Regions from separate parts of the Mus musculus genome. Here region 1 is linked to region 2. A link is a contact called in public HiChIP or PLAC-seq data. All regions are on one chromosome and are shown on one strand. The core of a region is the stretch at or near the end of the contact, and the rest is flanking DNA. Distances in the headings are between cores, read along the strand shown. Region 1 overlaps Pecam1 (platelet/endothelial cell adhesion molecule 1). Region 2 overlaps Tex2 (testis expressed gene 2).

Region 1 (6,539 bases), core at 778-3,277, 71 kb after region 2:
TTCTAAGATTTTGTAAAGGGGAAAGAAATTTGCAAGCAGAGGAGCTGGGCAGGCTGGGAGATTCGGGAGCTGAGAGCCTTGCAAAAGGAGAGCCCTGAAGAACAGGAAACACAGGCCCACGGTTCAGAACCCTCTGCGGACCGAGGACACCTTGCTGTAAGTGGAACTTAACAGAGGTGGGGGCAAAAGAAGATGTAAAGGTTGCCTGGCGTCGTAGGGAACCTGTGGCCAGGCTGGCTGGCTTCCTGGACTCTCCATTTTGTTTGGCTGGGCCTGGGGCTTTTAGCACAGGATGCAGACCTGAGAGGCCCAACTAGGAGACCAAGACTCTGGCTCCTCCCTTGCCAGGATGGAACTGCACAAACGGGCCAAGCAAGCCGTGTGAGCCCAGAGCGCTGGAGGTTTGCCAGCACTGGCAGCTGCTGCCTGCCGTTTCCTCCGCTCTTCCAGGGCAAGGAGCTGGGATCCTCGTGTCTAGCCTTTCTGCAGGCCCCAGACCAAGTCTCTCCCCAGATGCCTCTGTTCTCCCTCTCTTAGGGAAAACGGCACTGGATAATGGGACCAAGCTCACAGACAGGAAGGGCTAGTCCATCAGCAGGGTCTGGGGACTTAAACGTGAAAGTTAACACACTCTCAGTGAGGAGCGGACTTGTTATGCTTTAGTCAGAAGCCAGCTGTCAGCTCTGGATCTGCCCTGCTTCTGCTCAGCTTGTGCTCCCCCCCCATCTCCCCATACCCCCTCCCCCCTCCGTCCCCCAGTAACCCCAAAGACCTTTCTGACTCCACCTCCTTGCCCGGGTCCCTGACTCCTACTTCTAAAGAGTTCTCAGGGTGAGCACTTCCAGTCTATCAGGAACGAGCTGAGTGTTCTCTTAATCCCTGCAGAAATGCAGGTGAGAAGTCACCCAGTTTGCAGATCGTGGAAATGGGGCTGGGAGAGATGACTCCGCAGGCAAGAGTGCACAAGCCTGAAGATGTGCCTGAGTTCTAACCTTGAAGCCCACAGGAGAGGGAGATGGACTCTCAGACATTATCCTGACTGCATCTCTCACACACACACACACACACACACACACACACACACACACACACAGACACCCTTTTTATAAAAATGGTAACTGATGAGAAGACGGAACCTTACATACAGACTAAGCAGCTAGTTAGGATAATTCTGTATATGGTTCTCCCAGGCCTATGTCAAGCTTTGGCTTTGATGAATCCTAGGCTTTGAGTTTCGTGTGTGTGTGTGTGTGTGTGTGTGTGTGTGTGTGTGTGTGTGTGTGTGTGTTGCATTTCAGAGCCAATAAAGTAAATCTCTTAACCGTATCCACTGTTACCAGAGTGCTTGAGGAAAAGATCATTAAAGGAGACAGTGGCTTTTTTGTGATGGCTTGAGTCTGCAGAGTCTCATTTAACCCTTAAGAAAATCCCAGTGGGCAGATGTTACTTCGTCATTTTCACTATCATTATCATCACTATCACCACCATCGCCATCATTATCCGCATCACCACTACCATCACCATTTCTACTTTACAGGCAGTGGTGCTTAGGTTTGAGGAAGTCACCCACAAGAAGATTGTAGAAGTGGGACCCCGTTCTTCAGCAGCAGCCTCAGCCCCACTCCTGAGCAGGTCCTGTGACAACTCATCTCCCTGCTGGTCCTGGGGAGTGGGGAAGGGACCCCATCACTGACACTGTCTTGTTCCCAACCGGTAAGAGTCAGGGGTTCTGCCCACCATCTGGAGACCTTCGCATAGGTCCAGATTCGAGCTCTTTCTTTTAAGCACAGGGTGTTCTCTTCCACGTTATCTGTCTGCGTGGGCCACAAACCCGGTTTATAAACAAGGCAAAAAATGGCAAGAGGAAAAAGTGAAGTCAGCCTGTGCCATTGGAGCAAGTCAAACAATACCAAGCTCGTAGCTGGCTAAGTGGCTGTCTCATTGTCCAGATATTTCCTCAGGCCATTAAACAAGCGAGGAATGATTGCCAGGTTTGATTTCAGGAAGGAAGCCCCTCCCATTTCCCTGCCGAGCAATTCAGTGTTCATTTTCTTCTGACCCACGCTGGCTGGTTATTAGGGAAGCGCTGCATGCTTCTTTCATAAACAAAAGTTATTTGCTTCAAGATTCAAAATTCACTTCTCAACGACTGGGAAGCCCTGAGTTCCTGCCAGATGGTTTTATTATTTTGGAGGTAGGGCTAGCCCAAGTACTGGGAGCACCCTGCGACCAGAGTAGACTTTGGGGGCTGAGGGAAAGCCATTCTGCCACTGGCCTGGAGTTCAGAGCCTTTGTCCAGAGAGCCCCTTTGGGTGGAAGACAAAGTAACTAGGTTGGTTCGGCAAAGTTCCGACGGCTGGCCCGCAGCCCTGCCTTGGGTGGCCACAGATACACACGGCCATGGGAACAGCCAGTGAACTTTTTTTTTTTTTTTTCTTAATCAGGGTCCTACTCTGCCTGTGGAGCAAGCTTGTCATTATTCTCACCTCTTGGGAGACAGTCACTTTTTTTTTTTTTCCTTTTGAGACAAGGTTTCTCTGTGTAACAGAGCCCTGACTGTCCTGGAACTCAGGGCTAAAGGATTGTAGACCAGACTGGCCTTGAACTCACAGAGATCACTTACTGCAGCTAAGCACCACCAAGCCTGGCTTGTGTCACTTCTTAACAGTGAGGACAAAGCCCAGGCCAGGGCTTTTGGAGACGTGACCTCTGTTTCTGCTTCTCAGGGATTCTGGATGCTTTAGCAAGGCAGGCCCCCCATTTCTTCGTCTATGAAACAGGCTCCCTTGCCCCTTCCACACAACAGTGCTCTCAGCAGCCTGGGTGGGTGCAGCTAGGGAAGCTGTTCACCTCATTCCTCTTCGCCTTAAACAGACAGCCTTCATCCCCACAGAGAATGTCAGCGCCTTCCTGTCTGTCCAGAGCATAATGAGCTCTGTTTAGCAAGAATTCAGACCCAGCAAAACAAAGGAAGCCAGGGCCCCACTGAAGGCTACAGAGAAGTCTTGCTGGAAGTTTCTCCCAGACCCAAAAGACCAGTTCAGAGGCCAGTTCCTTATTTTTGAAGATAATAGCTGCCCTGTTAACCCCTGTGCTGCTGGGTGCCCACAGACAGGCTGGGAACCGGAAGGCAGTGGGTTATGAATGGGTTGAACTTAAACCCCTTCCCTCCCTCCCTCCCTCCCTCCTGAGTTTATTGTACATCCTTTTGTGTGTGTGAGTGTGTGTGTGTGTGCGCGCGCGCGTGCGTGCGTGCGTGCACATGCCTGTGTACAAATGTTCCTTTGTGAGTGTGTCTACGTGCATATAGAGGCCAGATGGCAATCTCAGACGTCATTCCTTAAGAACCATTCATCTTTTTCTTTTCCTTTCCTTTCCTTTCCTTTCCTTTCCTTTCCTTTCCTTTCCTTTCCTTTCCTTTCCTTTCCTTTCCTCCTTCCCTTCTTTCAACAGGGTCTCTCGTTGGCCTTAGGCTCACCATGCAGGTTGGCAAGCCCCAGGGACCTGTCCTCATCTCCCCAGGACTGGGATCTCACATGTTTGCCACTACAACTGAAATTTTCACTTTGGGTTCTAGGATTAAACCCAGATCCTTGTGTAAGTATGTGGCCAACTGCCCTATCTCCCTACCCTTCCTCTCTTCATCTCTCTTCTCTTCCCCTTCCTCCTTCCTTTTCCTCTCCCCTTCCCTCTCTCACCAGGGACTTAGTATGCAGTCCAAACTGGTCTTGCACACAAGCTCCTCTCTCAAGTGTGTGTCGCTCACTATGCCCGAGACTCTTTCTTACTAAAAGAGCAGAAAGACTCCCAGCGACATGGGAGGATTCCCATGGTCCCTCTCCCTATATAGACTGAGCTGTAACGGTATAGACAGGAGAATCAGTACTGGAACTGGCTTAGACTGCCAGAGGATGCCACGGTTCCTGGTCTCAAATGGGCCAGGTTAGAACAAGGTGCTGGCGAGAATTAGTAGAAAGCAGACCCTGGACAAATTGGGAAATAGTTCGTTGTTCTATAGAACACCTTTGTAAAGCAACAGCAACAGCCACATACTGCAGTCCTGAAAGGGAATTCTGTAGCCAAGGAAGGCCTCAAACGTCCACAACACTCCTCAGTGTGGTGATTCAGGTATGAGCTACTACCAAGCTTCATGGGTGCATTTTTAACGTAGTGTGTGTGACGTGTGTACTTACAGAGTATCTGTTTTCCATGAGATCTGCAAAACAAAGACGGCACAAAGGTGAGCGTGCGAGGTAGGGCAGCTTCACACTGGATCTGCTGCTGGAAATGTGCAAAGTGGCAAATGGCAAAGGGGGGATATAGAGGAGGGTTGGGGACGGGACAGAACACTAGTGTATAAGGGGGTCTCAGGCCATCTACTGATGGCCTTTTGTCTCTAGGCAAGCCCCTGGGATCTTCTCAGCCATGAGATAGGCATGTAGAGTCCCTGGAACGTCATTTGACCTTTTTGTGTGCTAGCTTTGATTTTTGTTTTTTGTTTTGTTTTTTTTTTAAGTAGGGCTTCATGTAGGCCAGGCTAGCCCTTTAACTTACTATGTAGTCCAGGATAACCTTGAGTTTCTGAGACTTCCATTTCCCAATTATAGGCATGAACCACCACACAGTTCATGGGGTGCTAAGAATGAAGTCCAGGGCCCAGTGCATGCTAGGCAAGCATTCTACCAACTACACCCCCACTGTGGCTTTTCTTTTCTTAAAGACAGGAGCTCTTTATGTAGCCCTGGGTGTCCTTGAGCTATCTGTTCAAAACTATCCAAGGTATCCTCAAACTCCCAGAAATCCACCTGCCTCTGCTTCCAGAGTGCCGGGATCGAAGAAGTGCAGCTTCTTGTGTGGCATTTTAAAGATTTTTAATTAGTAGAGAAAAATAGAAAACAGAAAATTAGAAAGTTGCAAATAAAAGTGATCTCTGCTCCACCCTCCACCCACTTTTGGTCCCTTCCACTGTCCCCTAGCAGTGTTCTGAGTGGACTGTTGGGGAGGGTCAGGGGAAGTTAGGGCGATAGGCCTGTGATGTGTTCCACCCCATCCTTTCATGCAGTGTGGTTTTGTAAGAACTTTCATAACCTTTCTTTTTCTTTCCTTTTGTTTTCTTTTCTTTTTTTTTTTTTTTTTTTTTTTTTTTTTTTTTTTTTTTTTTTGGGTTTTTCGAGACAGGGTTTCTCTGTGTAGCCCTGGCTGTCCTGGAACTCACTCTGTAGACCATGCTGGCCTCGAACTCAGAAATCCACCTGCCTCTGCCTCCCAAGTGCTGGGATTAAAGGCGTGCGCTACCACACCTGGCTCATGACCTTTCTTAAATGCCACTGTCCAAGTAGCTACACCGTCAAGTTAAGTGGCTACACAGCTGATTGCTTAACCAGGTTCCTAACTTTAAAAAGCTAGGTTCTGGGGCTGGAGAGATCGCTTAGTGGTTAAGGACACTGGCTACCCTTCCAGAGGTCCCAGATTCGATTTCCAGTACCTACATGGTGGTTCACAACTGTCTATAATTTTAGTCTTAGGGCATCTGACACCTTCTGCTGGCTTCCTCAGGCACCAGGCACACACATGCTACACAGACTCGCACACAGTCAGAACCCCCATACACATAAACAAAACTTAAAAACAAAAGAGGTTCTGTCCAGGATTTTGCTGTCTTAAGTAAATAATGTTGCCAATATCTTTGGCAGCAAATCTATTCTCACAGTTGATTTTACACTGTCTGCCCATTCCTGGGAGTAAGGATGGAAGGGGAGGAGGTGGAAGAGGAAGAGGAGAAAGAAGAAGAGGAGGAAGAAGAGTAGGAAGAGGAGGAAGAGGAAGAGGAGGAGGAAGAGGAGGATGAGAAAGAAGAGGTGGAGGAGGAAGAGGAGGAGGAGAAAGAAGAAGTGGAGGAGGAGAAAGAAGAGGAAGAAGAGGAGGAAGAGGAAGAAGAAGAGGAGGAGGAGGATAACTCAGGCTCTTGGCATCCATGGCCAAACTGACTAAGAGCAGAGCCTGCAATTTCCCTTTCCCATATGAGGCTCAAGTTGACGCATCCTTTTGTCAGAATGCACACTGTGCCCGGCTGCCCAGCCAGGCCACCGTTGTTATGCCCATGGCCTCTGACAAAAGCCTGGAAGTGGAGAGAGTGAGAGAGCAGGAAGCTCTGCACGGAAGGATCACATCACTGCCTGCATCACTGGAAGAGGAGCCTCACCACCAGATGGGAGGCTGGGGTAGGATTTGCCTCTTCGCACAGAGTCAGACTCTCCCGCCCATCCCAGGGACTGACTCTGTGTTGGGGCTGATTCTCCAGGTCTGGTGGAAACAGCAGCAATGAATACCTCATGTGCTCTCTGGGAAAAAAGTTCCCATGTGCTGGGGGCAGGGTAGGGGTGGGGACAGGGTAGGGGGTTAGGGGTTGGTGGCTGCTCTTACAGATGGTAAAGGTCATGGCGAGAAAGCCAAGAACAAGGGTGCAGGCCAGCTGGTTAAGTGCTTGCCTGGAACACATGGAGCCCTGGGGCTGACCCCCAGTATCATAGAAATTGGTG
Region 2 (6,514 bases), core at 137-2,636:
CTACTGGGAAAACAGAGACTTTACCCTATCTACCTACACGGACGCTCACAACCATCTGTTACCCCGGCTCCAGGAGAGCTAATGCCCTCTTCAGACTTCTGCGGACATCAAACATGCAGTATTGTGTACATACATGCATTCAAACAAACATTCATACACATAAATATAAATAAATCTCAAAGGAGAAAAATAAAAAAGGGGGCGGAGGGGAGCAAAGAGGAAAGAGAGGGAAGGAAGGGAGAGAAGAAGGGAGGAAAAGAGGAAGGGAATACAGAATCGATCAGGCAAAAGCTGCACTGATTCCCTGAGCAGGCTACAACACCTCTGTCTATTATCACGGCTCTAAAGAACCTGTCTGTGGTAAACAGCAACCTGCTGAGGATATAGGCATGACATCATGCAGGTTTTCTTATCATTTAGGAAATCACAGATAGTAGCAAAAAGACACTCATTCTCCCTTGACACCAGCCATCTGTCCTGCCCTCTCTGCTCATCGATGCACCTATACGTAGAAGCAGACATTTGTGTATATGTTTGCTTGAGACAGTCTTACCAGGTAGCCTAAGCTGACCTCAAATGAAAATCCTCCTGCCTCAGCTTTTCTGTAAGTAAGCGTTCTGTTGCATGTACCAACCATGCAACGTCCACAATAGCACACCCTGCTCACAGATATTTCCGCCCTCAGGGAAGTGGGTGACAGTTTAGCCATGCCCTCTATGAGCCTCCATGTTGCCTGGTGGCTCTGTTCATGACTCAGTCTTTCCTTTTACACCGTCCAAGGGAGTGTAAGATTTACCCCTATGCAAACAATCCCATGGATCAGTCTATATGGCTCAAGGCACTACCAAACAGGAATTGATTTCAAAAGTAACACCTAGTTAAAACCAAATACTTATTTCTCCCGAATCATTCAATAAGACAAGTATTTGAAATTAACTGAGCATGTTTATCTTTCTTCACTTCACAAGTTACTCACTGCTACAAGTCTGTTTAGGGAAACACTCTAATGGCAATCACATCTTTCCAGCCCCAAGAGCAGAGGCAAGACGGTAAACACCCATCTGTACACCTCCTCAGAGTTCACAAAGCACCCAGCCTGGCCTCAGGGGGGCTAGGAGGAGGCAAGGATCTGATAATCACAGCCAGCGGGGACACAGCCAGCGGGGAGTCAAATCGGTTTGCAGATTAATCACAGAAGGATTTCCTAAGCCATGGGGTCCTGGGCTGACACCCTAGAAGAGAGGAACGACTCACCGATCGTGGTGGCACAACGGGAGAAAAGGAAATGACCTGAGGCTGGACCACAGCCATGGGGAATCCAAAGACATCCCTGGGGCCAAGTGCTATGACACAGCACACTGATGACCTGGTCACTGGAAGGGAATGAGGGACGCCTGAGATTGCACACAATCTGCATGCACATGTGGAACTGAGAGGCTCGGGAGCTCAGTCAGCCCTCACAAACTTCAGTGAGAAGTGCTGACAGCCCGGGCTAGTGTAGCCACATGGACAAAACAGATCTGAGTCAGGAGACACGGGTTGCCACTCTGGTGGGCTGGATGTGAAAGAAGCTATTCTTATGGATGGAGCCTGGGTCCTGGGATCAAAAGCTGGAAGGATGGAGCCATAGTAAGAGGGGACCCAGTGAGGTTTAAGAAGAATGCAGCAGGGTCAGTTTGAGACATCCGAGAGACTGAGACTATTGGTGACCTGGCCTTGTGGCTATCACAGGATGCCCAAGGTTCTGATTCAGGAACGAATAATTGCCAGAAAAATGGTGCCTGGAGCCCAAAACTAACAGAGGAGCCCAGACCTCATGCTGAACTGTGCCCGGTTTCTCACAAGTCCGAATGACAACGTGCAAGCATCATGTGTCTGTGTTTGAGAGCAAATGGTTGTGGGGGAGATGCAGGAAGGGAGGTGGAGGGGAGGGAAAGAGAGGGCATTCTGAAGATGTCTGCTAGCGTCTGACTTCACAAAATATCTCTCCAGATAAAGTTAATTCTGTCTGCTATTGATAATAAAATTCTTTAAAATTCTGGCACCCTCCTAATTGAATCTCACCAGCAAACATGAAACTTAGAAATGGAGGAAGAAAAATAACTGTTCTCTGAAATGAGCAGCATGAGAGAACTTTCACTGACGATTTATATCCCCAACACTCTGGGACACACAACCCTCTCCAGGGCTCAATGAGATAGAAACGAAGCCTCCTGTCTCCTAAGCAAGGAAACCAAGGCAGACAGAGAAATGGCCTAAGGCTTCACAGCCGGTACTCACACACAGAGTGGATACAGAATCCTAACAGGCCTGGGCACCCCTCCCTCTCTGCGGTGCTAAAGACCAGGTGTACACCGGGCCCTGCCAGGGGCATCGCCTGCTGGCCTGCTTACTGGGAACAGTCTTTCTTATTTGCTTGCACTGACTAGTTATTGTCTTAGCCTCAAGATAACTTTGGCGGGTTTTTGCGGCTTCCTCCTCCCTTGGAGATAGGGTCTCAACTCCTATAGCCCAGGCTGGCCGCAAACTCAAGGCAATGCCTTGCTCCAGCTTTCCCAGGGTCTAAGATTATAGATGTGAACCACTCCACACAGATAATCATAATTTTTAAAGAACATTTTTTTAATTAATTCAATCCTTTCTGCTATAATTTCTTTAAAGATTTTTGTTTTATTTTAAATTATGTATGTATGCGTGAGCGCAGTATCCCGAGGCCAGGAGGTATCAGGTTCCCTGCAGTGGCAGTTACAGACCAGTGTGCGCCACACAGCTTGAGTGCTGGGAACTGAATTCCGGCACTTTGTAAGAGCAGCTTCTGCTCTTAACTTCTAAGCCATCTCCAGCCTCTGAAGAGATTGTTCAACATCTGATCATTACCCCAAAGCTTTAAGTTTTACTTATAATTACTAAGAGAATTTAGATCAAAATATAAACTCAAGTTGGAAAAGGAAATCAAGTGTTTGTTTTCTATCAAACGCCTACGGCATGTTTCCAACTCAAACCGATGAAACAGGCGTAAACTGACTCCCTTAATTTACAAAGCAATTTTCCAAGCTGAGTTTATCTTTAAGCCAGACTCACAAAGTCTCTCATCAAGAGACAGTACTGCAAGGTGAAGTCCTTGCCAGGCCAGAGAAGGCTGACAGCTCAAACTGTCTGCTAAGGATTCTCTGTGTGCTCACAGGAAACACTGTATAGTCCTTACAGACACCACACTTCTGAGCTGCCCAGAAACAGAGTGGGGGTGCGAGGGGAGTGAGAGGGTAGGGATGGAGTGGTGGGGGAGGGGAGGGTGGGGATGGTGTGATAGGATGTGTGTGTATGTGACGAGATCATGACAATGAAGGACAAACAGTAACTCGTCAGCACATGGAAGACAGCGTTTAAACCCCATTTGCCACAGCAGTAGAGGTCCTCCCTCCATGCTTGTGTTGTAGTGTTCTTTTGTTTGAGACGACCCTGGTAAACCTCATACTCACTATTGTAGCCTAGGCAGGCTTTAAACTGGTGGCAATCCTCCTGCCCTCCTCTTGAGTGGCGTCATACTCAGCTAGTCCATCCGTCATCTTTGATATGGATGGACGGACAGATGGACAGACATACGTGTGTACATGCACACACGTTTCCAAGCCTACCATTCATTTTCTAGGTGCCTGAGATAACTAATGGCACTTGCCCACCCTTTCCTAGCTCAGACTTGGCAAGAGTGAAAGAAGTGATGCTGGAGTACAAGACGGTAGACTAGGGCCACATGGCTTCAGGCTGCTCAGAGGGGTGCCGGACGGTGGAGAGTGCGCTCCACCTGCAACCCCGCATCAACCCTCCATCTGCCCTCACCAGCCTACATATGCAATGCCGGCCAGACAACTGAGGGCATGGTGTCCTGGTCTGTGAAGGAGAGCTGGTGTGGGGCAGAGAGCAAACAGGGACAGTAACGACAGGGTGCTGTGGGGATTACAGGAAAACTGACGCCCACCAACCTGTCGATTCCAGCTCTAAACACATCTGTCTATTAGTATGCCCGAGAACTCCTGACCTTCGGAAGAGCAGTCGGGTGTTCTTACCCACTGAGCTATCTCACCAGCCCTGTCCATACTCTTTAAAGTGTACCTGCTCTGGCTTGACTATGAATCAGTCCCCCAAAGCGGTGTGGCCTGGAGAGGCACCTAGGTCACGAGGGCTCTAATGTCAACAAAGTAATTAATCCCTTGAAGGATTCATAGTTCATCATGCCAGGAATGAAGATGAATATCTATATCTATAATCCAAGTAGTGGGGAGGCTATGACAGAAGAACAGTGATTTTTCTTTTTGTGGCTAGCCTGGGCTACATAGTGAGTTCTAAGTCAGCCGAGGATACAAATTGAGACCTGGTTGCTTAAAAAGGCTGATGGGATGGATGGTTCAGTGGCTAAACACACTGGCTATTCTTCCAGAGGACCTAAGTTTCATTCCCAGCACCTATATGGTGGCCCGTAAGTGGCTGCAACTCCAGTTCTAGGTGGGATCTGACATCTTCCAAGGCCTGTGTAGGCACCGGACACAAGTGTGATGCACAGACATACATGCAGACAAAACACCCATACACATAAAAAATAAGTTTTAAATAAAAACAAAACAAATAAAAAGGCAAAAGCGGGCTGGTGAGATGGCTCAGTGGTTAAGAGCAGCGACTGCTCTTCCGAAGGTCCCGAGTTCAAATCCCAGCAACCACAGGGTGGCCCACAACCATCCGTAATAAAATCTGATGCCCTCTTCTGGAGTGTCTGAAGACAGCTAGAGTGTACTTACATATAATAAATAGATAAATCTTTTAAAGAAAAAAAATGGCAAAAGCAGTAGAGACTACCCAGAGGAAATGCATCACTGCGGGAATGCTTTGGCCTGGACACAAGCACACACACTCTCCCCCGAAACCACACCCTAACGCTGCCCCCCATCCCACATCACACACCCAGCACCTCGCCAACCCCGCCATCCCCCATCACCCCCATCCTCTGCCTGCATCAAGTGAGCAGCCTCTTGGTTCTGCTGCTGCAGCTCTGCCTTGGGCCCAAAGCAAGGAGCTGACCAGCCTTGGAATTAAACTCCGAAACTGTGAGCAAAATTAACCGGTTTTCTCCTTGAACTTTCTCCCCTGAGTATTTTGTCATCGAGACTAGCATAGCATGAGAATCTTAAACTGGGTTATCTCGGGAAACCCAGTGTTCTCAGAGCTGCCTCCAGTGGGTAAATTCCTGCCAAGTTTGTTTGGAATCCAAAACTTTTCTCAGAAACCCACTAAGAAGCCAGGCCAGCAGCTCATATACCATCTTTTTGTGGGTACAGGGCTCTCATGTTTTGGGGTGCCCAACATAGGGACCTTTTAGCTTTAGCCCCTGAAGCTAAGACAACAGGCATGCGGGTCTTCACTGGGGTTTCTTGTCTTGGGTTTGCTTTGCACTCATAAACAGATGGCGCTGCCTTCTGCAGGCTTCGGTAGGTTTTATGAAGAGCTTCTTCCCTGCCTCTGAGATACATTATTTTATCCAGCTTCATGTGAAAGGTTGAATTAATGTTAAGTCTTCAATACTGAGCACATCACTCAAGATGCAAAGCCCATCTCCACGGACGCTCCCCTCCCAGGCCGGCTTTCTCGCCACTCAGCAGCTCTGCGTGGAAAGGTAACCTTTGCCTCGGTGTCCTCAGGACCCTCAGCACACCAGACTGGAGTCTCTGTGGTTCTGACCCTTCCTAATGCTGTGACCGTTTCATTTGGTCCTCATGTTGTTGACCAACATAAAATCAGTTTCACTACTACTTCATAACTGTGATTTTGCTGTTATGAATCATAATATAAATATGATACGCAGGACAGCTGATATGTGGCCCCGATGAAACGATCACTCGACACAACCCTAAGGGGTCGAGCCCCACAGGTTGAGAACCTCTGTCTTAGCGTTTATCCTTGAGGAAACATGTGTGTATCTTCCTTTTCAGGTTTAGTTTTACTTTTTATTTATTTGTGTCTTGACAAGTTTCTAGTCTTTGCTTTTTCACACATGACAACTTAAGCATCCCAGCACTCAGAAGGTAGAGGCAAGAGGATCATTGCAAGTTCAAGGCCAGCTTCAAGCAAGCTCCTGTCTCAAAAGAAGAAAAGGGTAATTATCGTACAAAGTACACAACTTCTCTAATTCCCCCAACCCTAGCTAGGGCCTACTGTTATCACCCCCATTTTCTACAAACCTCAGAAGAAAATGCCCAGTGGCTCTAAAGATCTCACTGTCGCTACAAGTCTGACAATCTTTTCAGCACTTTGGGGACTTCTTCCCACAGTGGCGAAAGGTAGGACAAGTGGGAGCAGAAAACAGAGTGCTTGCGACACCATTCTCCAGCAGACGACCTTCTGCCCCTTTTCCTAACCCAAAAGGTACCATTCTATTTGGAAAATAGTACATCTTAGAAAAAGATACTTTTATGCTATTATTTCCAAGATGACTAGATGTACAAAAGGAGAAATTATAATCTGCTGA

The links. HiChIP or PLAC-seq counts read pairs in DNA pulled down with a chosen protein or histone mark.
Region 1: an HNF4G HiChIP or PLAC-seq map of pancreatic cancer cells shows a contact between it and region 2. The contact joins two enhancer-like sites. A contact is called at or near these places in 3 of 115 datasets of contacts at active chromatin or transcription factors (embryonic stem cells, extraembryonic endoderm stem cells and pancreatic cancer cells) and 3 of 9 other capture datasets (adipose tissue, liver and pancreatic islet).

Annotation. Positions count from the first base shown.
Region 1 is chr11:106,657,809-106,664,347 of GRCm38.p6, forward strand. Pecam1 (platelet/endothelial cell adhesion molecule 1) reads right to left here. Exons shown (of 16, transcript NM_001305157.1): 15 at 4,194-4,216. Among named protein-coding and RNA genes, the nearest start is that of Tex2, 48 kb to the left of the region's middle. Within about 2 kb of position 2,028, at least 242 of the 459 cell types and tissues checked have an H3K27ac peak or open chromatin away from gene starts, as enhancers often do. A contact at or near this core is called in adipose tissue, liver, pancreatic cancer cells and 1 more, where this site is marked.
Region 2 is chr11:106,587,590-106,594,103 of GRCm38.p6, forward strand. The region is part of intron 1 of Tex2 (testis expressed gene 2); the gene reads right to left. Among named protein-coding and RNA genes, the nearest start is that of Tex2, 22 kb to the right of the region's middle. Within about 2 kb of position 1,387, at least 93 of the 459 cell types and tissues checked have an H3K27ac peak or open chromatin away from gene starts, as enhancers often do. A contact at or near this core is called in adipose tissue, liver, pancreatic cancer cells and 1 more, where this site is marked.